Regions from separate parts of the Mus musculus genome. Here region 2 is linked to region 1. Evidence: chromatin contacts called from public HiCAR-type data. All regions are on one chromosome and are shown on one strand. Each heading gives the region's core, a stretch centred on a gene start, on an enhancer-like site or on the middle of the called end of the contact. The rest is flanking DNA. Distances are from core to core; before and after follow the strand shown. Region 1 overlaps Prkaa2 (protein kinase, AMP-activated, alpha 2 catalytic subunit). Region 2 overlaps Usp24 (ubiquitin specific peptidase 24).

The links. HiCAR-type assays count read pairs that join an accessible place to other places.
Region 2: a HiCAR-type map of kidney shows a contact between it and region 1, with 7 times the contacts expected there. The contact joins two enhancer-like sites. A contact is called at or near these places in 1 of 39 promoter capture datasets (hippocampal neurons), 1 of 484 Hi-C or Micro-C datasets (cortical neurons), 1 of 115 datasets of contacts at active chromatin or transcription factors (kidney) and 1 of 9 other capture datasets (embryonic stem cells).

The regions. Positions count from the first base shown.
Region 1 is chr4:105,029,372-105,033,081 of GRCm38.p6, reverse strand. It overlaps Prkaa2 (protein kinase, AMP-activated, alpha 2 catalytic subunit), which reads left to right. Exons shown (of 9, transcript NM_178143.2): 9 at 1-3,432. Among named protein-coding and RNA genes, the nearest start is that of Gm52670, 12 kb to the right of the region's middle. Within about 2 kb of position 1,956, at least 7 of the 459 cell types and tissues checked have an H3K27ac peak or open chromatin away from gene starts, as enhancers often do. A contact at or near this core is called in kidney, where this site is marked.
Region 2 is chr4:106,328,840-106,332,549 of GRCm38.p6, reverse strand. All of the region lies in intron 1 of Usp24 (ubiquitin specific peptidase 24), which reads right to left. Among named protein-coding and RNA genes, the nearest start is that of Gm40218, 6.3 kb to the right of the region's middle. Within about 2 kb of position 1,784, at least 45 of the 459 cell types and tissues checked have an H3K27ac peak or open chromatin away from gene starts, as enhancers often do. A contact at or near this core is called in kidney, where this site is marked.

The sequences.
Region 1 (3,710 bases), core at 707-3,206:
ATTTTTCAATGGCCACTGAACGTTTTCTAAGTCCTTTTATTTAGGAAACCAAAATTGAAGCTATCTCAAAGTAAATCTACAGGGAGAGAGAAAACCAAACCATTCACAAGTTAGGGTTCTGTTTTGATCAAGAACTCTTGTAAAAGGCCCTTGCAACATCTGGTTATCTGCAGAGAGAAGCTAGGAGCCTAAGCTAAGCAGAAACATTAAGACCCTCTGTGTTAGGGAATTGGGTATATGTAGCACAGTAATTCTCTACTTTATGCAAGTAAGTATTCAAGAATATTTACTTAATTCTCAATCTACTCTTTTCTTAGCTAGTTTGTACTCAGGGAACACAAATTTAATACAAATGAAATGAAACACAATTTGGAAAATAATCGTAAACAACCGAATCAGATTTTTATACTGCTTCATCTGTAGTCTCTGCTAACATGCAAGCATGCTTAGTTAATGTGGGCCCCACACTGATGTTCATAAGACTTAACAGCCTGGAACATACCTAACACAGATACCACAGCTCTGCCTGGTCACTCCCAGGGTGAAGTCTCATACCTAAATGTGAGACTGCCCGTAGACTTGTCTGCTTTGTGTTTGGTTCAGTCTGGCAACTTGTCCTTCAGTTCTCTGTGGCTTGTTAAGTAGGGCTTATGGCTTAGTAGTTCTTGGCAACTCTGTTGAAAACTCTGGATAGTAAGTGTGATCTAGGACTTGGCCTCAATTTAAAACCCTAAAATGAAAGGGATGGACACAGAGCTATCGTCCCTCTGAGCTCTGAAGTCATGCCTTGTTTACTACTTCAGAGCGTCAGTGTGAGTGTTCACATTTTATGTATTTGTTTGCTAGTATGAGTGTTTTTTCCTTAGTCCGAGGCATTTCAAAGGTACACTAACCAAAAGTACTTGGACTACTGGAATGCAAAACTGAAAACATGGTGTGGATTTAGCATTCATTAGAAGATGACTGCTAGGTAGCAGTGGTGGGGCCCATGCATTTCCAGGTCTGCTAGTGCTCCCTCGCAGTACCCAGTCCAGTAAGCAGGCTCACTGCAGTTGATCATCTTCTGGGCTGAACAGAAAGAGTTTGTGAAACATCTGAGAGTCAAGTAATAAAAATAAACACTGGTGTGTTGTTTGTAAGTCCTGGAATGACATATAGTAGTTATAAGTGAATGTAGTTAGTCTAATTATAAAAGCTAGTTGATTGCACTAACTAGATGTAATTTTGTGAAATATTTATGATTATATTGATTTTATTATAAGTATTTATAAGTTATTGAGGGTGCTTAAAATCCAGAAAAATCTCTAGGACATATTTTTTTTTCTGAAATTGTATTTATATGATTTGGGTGTAGGGAGTTTTATACTGGTGACTGAGCCCAGGCTTCCCGTGTAAGAAGCAAGGGCTTAACTTCAACCTCAATCCCCTGGCCCTCTACATGATTCTGAAAGTCCAGGCGCTCTTTGTCGAGGAAAATTAGCCCCAGCCCGATCTAAATGATCACAGTTTGTGACTGCTAGCTGAACTAGGCTTATCTAAATTTCATTTTGGCCATTTTTAATTTTGTGCATAAATGAGATGACACTGTTTTTATACAGTGTGTCTCTCTGAGCTACCTAATCACTATTGGCTCTGATAGAAGTTCACCAAGCCTTTTTAAACTTGGAAACGTAACTTAAGTTAATGAGCTTTAAGTCATGCATATATGTATGTGTATATATACATATGGATTATGTAAACAAGTTAGCAGCGGCGTCTTTATCAGCGGCGCCTTTCCTTGAATATTTATGATGCGGTTGATGCTACTGAACAGTAATACCGTGAGGAACAGGCCCCAGTCTAGACTCTAGACTGGATGGAGTTTTGATTAAGCTTCTTCAGCCATAACCTGTTCAGAATCAGGTCCAATCCAGACGTTATCAGACTGCAGGCCTGTATTTTGTGAGCCAACATTAATGTTTACTGCCAGCCTTGCATAGCAGTGCCGGTTGCGACTGCATGTGACTTTTAGTAACTGTAGTTTATGTCTAAAAGCAGTTCAAGTTTTATAGAGGTAATTCATGATTATTTGAACAAGCAGGGTGGGTAATTCAAATATATTTAAAGTGCAATTAAGGAAATTCTAGGGTATAATATTCTTTCCAGTTTTAAAAAAAATAGTTAAGGATTTTTAGAATGTCCTAGAATGAAAAAAATTTTTTTTGGACAGACTTTTTAAAAAACAAGGTTTATACAGATTTTTTTTTTTAATTCAAGGTTTGCTACTTTGTGTTTATTTAAATTTGCAAAGAGAAACCGAAGCCTCCTAGGAAAGAGTTGCATTGTTATTTTTCTCCTGCTAGTCTGAATGTGCATTTTCACAGCTAAAAGTCACTTGTAAATAAGGTTTGTTACCACATTCGAAGCCCATGTTTTCTAAATGGAGAACATTTTCCCAGAATCAAAGAGACATAGACCCACTGTCTACACAAAGAAAGAAAGCGTACCTGGTGCCTTCTCAAATAATTGTAGAGTCAAAGTGAACGTGTTCCAAGTCTGCCCCACCCCACCCCCTCTCCTGTTCCTCGGGTTCTCTGTGACCTACCTGTCCCTCCCACAGACGGTCACAGGATTTGCTTCTGCCCTTTCAGTTCTACTTGACCAAACCTCACAGCATCACCAGTGACGTTCTTCACTGAATACATTTTCTCTTTCACTTATTTCACTTTTTAAAGCCACCTGGGAAAATATTTGGCTGCCTTCTTATGCTTTTAAAATGAATGCAATTATTAGCAGTGTTTATATTTGAAAGTTTATAAAGGAAAGAAATTCAGAGCTAAGGACTGACTCTTAATTGGATCTAATTCCCTGTGTGTTACGATAGCAGCACAAGTTATGTAACCTTGTGTAGTTTTCTCTTGTACAAAATGTGGATGATAACCTACCTCACAGATGTGTGTGAGAAGCCGTTTCAAAGCCCCTAAGTAGGGGTTTATAGTCCCATCCTCAGTGTCAATCCTCCCTTTTTTACTAGACACCTTTGAGAATGGTAGGATGAGTATCTTGTTTTTAGATGTCATATGTAATAAGGGCATAGTGCTGAGAATGTTTAAGACACAGTTTCACAAATCATAGTGTTCTTACTGTAAGACACTTAAAAATTTCTTGAAAACCTCAAATGTTTAAATATCGAATCTGTCTTTTGTTTCAATAAATATTGTTATTCAAAGTGTTGTCTGAAGCTGCCTTAATGTACCAAAATACAACTGTCAAAACTGTTCACAACTATATTCATGGTTGTACTGTTTTGAGTGTTCATTTTGAAGTTGCTATGAACTATGACCTTGAAGGATAGTATTTTGATATTATTTTGGTAGGAATAGTTGTGGTTTTTTTTTTCATCATGTTTAACAGTGACTTTTGTGTGTAAAAAATAAAACTGAAACTTGGCAGATACTAGGTTGTGTCCATGATCATCACGTAGTGTATTACTGGATAGTAATAATTTGACTTGCTTTTCTGGGGCACCATGCATTCGTTCTTAGCCTATACAATAGTCCCATAATATATGGCGCAGTGGCAGAGTACATCTCTATTTAAAAACATTGTTAAATTATTGAAATTGGGACTACTTTTTATAATCAGTTTCAGAACAGAAACCAACAGATTTACAGTTATTTTATTTAAATAACTGTAGATTATAATTTTAGTTTTATTTGTTACATATTCTT
Region 2 (3,710 bases), core at 535-3,034, 1.3 Mb before region 1:
AAAGCTGACTTTCTAAAGTATCCTCTAAGAGTTCACTAATTTGCAGGTTTATTTCTGCAATTATTAACATACAGAATCTAGGTCAAATGTTTTAAACATGCTAATAGTGTTCCAAGTTATCTTTCAAAATGCTTAATTTCTTTTTTTTTAAATGCTTAATTTTAAATCTACAAATGTACACAATCTCCCAGATGGTATTTTTGATACGCTGTTTAATATATAGACAACAAAAGGACAGTTTAAAAGTGAAGGAAGGGCTGGAGAGATGGCTCAGTGGTTAAGAGTACCGACTGCTCTTCCGAAGGTCCTGAGTTCAAATCCCAGCAACCACATGGTGGCTCACAACCATCTGTAATGAGATCTGATGCCCTCTTCTGGTGTGTCTGAAGACAACTACAGTGTACTTAGATATAATAATAAATCAATCTTTTAAAAAAAAAAAAAGTGAAGGAAACGCCAGGCATGGTGGTGCATGCCTTTAATCCCAGCACTCAGGAGGCAGAGACAGGTGGATTTCTGCGTTTGAGGCCAGCCTGGTCTAAAAATGAGTTCCAGGACAACCTAGGCTATACAGAGAAACCCTATTTCGAAAATCCAAAAATCCAGAAATCCATCCCCCCACTCCCCAAAAAAATGAAGGAAACAAATCTGAAACAGTTTGTAAACCAGGCTACCAACTGGCCCAGGATTGTACAGCTTATTTCCAAGTACTCAGTACCCATACTGACTGCATACACTCAGGCAGGGCTCAGGAGTGCTAACGTGATAGGCTGACACAGCACCTGGGGAAGTGACAGCAACTGCTTGGCATCCTTCTCCTCCTGAAGCCCAGCAGCCTTCACTAACTTACAAGGAATTACAGACAGAAAGAAGAAAGCAAAGGAAGGAGGTAGCTCCATAGTAACTTTGACCTTCTAACCCAAACAATATTTAACAAAGGGAATCATGTTGACTAAAGACAGAAACTTTGTGAGGAAGGGTATATTTAAGATGGCCTACAGTCAAATACTTCCTCATGTTACAAAGAAATACATGGCTGTGCAGTCGGCTGTAGTTCTCAAGAGGCTACAGCAGGAGGATTGCTGCAAACTGAAGGCCAGCCTGGCCTACAGAAACCGTCTCTCAAATAAAGTTGAGTGTAATGGTGCAGGCTTTAATCCCAGTACTTGGGAGGCTTGGGCAGGAAGATTATTGTACACCTGAGGCCAGCCTGAGCCACAGAGCAAGGCCCTGCCTGAGAGAAAGAGAGAGAATGAACATTTTTAAAAGTAGACATGCTGGGCGGTGGTGGCACACGCCTTTAATCCCAACATTTGGGAGGCAGAGGCAGGTGGATTTCTGAGTTCGAGGCCAGCCTGGTCTACAAAGTGAGTTCCAGGACAGCCAGGACTATACAGAGAAACCCTGCCTCGAAAAACCAAAAAAACAAAAACAAAACAAACCAACCAAACAAACAAACAAACAAAAAACAGTAAACATTGTCCACCCAAAAATGCAAGAGGACAATTTTTTTTTGATTTTGATAATGAGCCAAAAGTCACTATCCTCTAAGTGACAAGATTTGACATACCAAGATCTATATGGTCCCTTCCAACCCTGAGACAAATCTTCTATTTTAATCCCTAAAGTTATAACATGAAACTTTATTTGCTGGAACAAGGAAAAGAACAGCAGAAACCAGTCGGCTGTGGAGACGGTTTCTGCTTTGTAAGGATATCTGGCTATGTAGCCTTGATACTTCTCTCCAGATTGTTGTCACTATGCACTGGGGGAAGGAGAAGCAAGGTTGCATCATTTCTGACCTTCAACCCTTAGTGAATGCTTGGAATTCCTTTACTACAGACCTGTTCTAGATGTTAACCAAATAAAGCTCAGAGTGATGAGAAGCAAAGAGGACTTGCTTGCCATCCACTACCGATGCGTGTGGGCCTCTCTGCGCACACACATTGTAAACTATTGATTGATGGTACAAAGGAATATACTTGGCCAGCATCATTTCAGTAGGAATTGAGTGCTAGCTACTCACCCAATACATCACATTCTGTCAAAAACAAACAACAGTTGTTCCTGTGTGTAAGACTGAAGCAGCGATGATCTGTTGCTACTATAATTCAACAGAACATTTCAAAATGAGGCATGAACCGTGAGAAGTAAATCACACAAATGAAAATAACACTGTCAATTTATTACTTTGGTTAGCATTTCAACATAAAACATACCACAAAAGTCAAAATAGGAATAGTAAGCCAGAGCCCAACTGTAAGTGGCCTCTGCAAAGGCTTTCCTTCACAGGGCTGCTAGGCCTCTCCAGCAAGACTTCCAAACAGCCCCAACACCCATCCAGATCTAAAGGACTCTGCTGTGTTATCAAGGACTTTTGAGATAGAAGATTAGTTCCTATGCAGGTGGCTTACACCTCTAGTCCAGCACCTGGGAAGGTAGGTAGGTGGATGGCCACAATATGAGAACCCATCTTTAAGAAAAACAGAACAAAACAAAACCAACCAACCAAACAAACAAACAAACAAAAACCAAACAGGCCATGGCCCTGCGCTCTGGGAGACAGGTGCAGGTAGATCTCTGAGTTCAAAATCACCAGGGTCTATACAGGTCTGTCAGGGCTACAGAGTAAGCCCTGTGTATGTAAAAAATAAACTGCTTTGTTTTTTTTTTTTTAGATTTATGCTTTTAGGAAAAAAATAAATAAATGGCACTATTCTTAAGAGACAGTAGTTGAGAAAATACCAACCCATGGATATTAAACATTCAACAAATAAGTAAATAAAAATTCTGTACATGGCAATAAAAATTTTTCCCTTAAAATTTTTTGAGTCCTGGCAATGGATACCACTGTAGATAAATTATATCACAAAAAATTCTAAGGCACTATCCAAATTCTTTTGATAAATCTATATTTCTTCATACTTAACTCAGAATCTTAAAGTCTCCAGCTTCTAAAAATCAAATATAGTTTATTACATTTTGAACATAAAAAAATCTACTAGGCTCAAGGCTATAATAAAGAAGTGTGATGGTTAATTCTATGGTCAACTTAATTGGATTAAGAAATGTCGGGCTGGTGAGATGGCTCAGTGGGTAAGAGCACCCGACTGCTCTTCCAAAGGTCCGAAGTTCAAATCCCAGCAACCACATGGTGGCTCACAACCACCCGTAATGAGATCTGATGCCCTCTTCTGGTGGCTCACAACCACCCGTAATGAGATCTGATGCCCTCTTCTGGTGCGTCTGAAGACAGCTACAGTGTACTTACATGTAATAAATAAATAAATAAATAAATAAATGTGTTAAAAAAAAAAAAAAAAAAAAAGAAATGTCTAGGGCACAAGGGAAGCTTAGCTTTGTGTTTGTGATGCTAGAGGCTAAACTAAAAAGAGAACCTGGCCTGGATATGGGTAACAACACCCCTGGCTGGGGTCTGCCGCTGAAAACAAAACCAGGAGGAAAGCAACTCTGTCCTTTCTCTGCTTCCTGATTTGTTCAGATAAAGAGCTGTGGGGTCCCTCTCCCCGGTACCCCCCCCATCCCTGTTGCCATGCCTCCCATACATGACAGACCATAGTCTCCAAACTTGAGACAAAATAAATCCTTCCTCCTTTAAGCTGCCTTTGGCAGGTCTCCATCACAGCAATGACAAAAGTACCAAGAGAGGACTATGTCCAACTTCCTCATCCTTGTATCAGCTGTTCTCA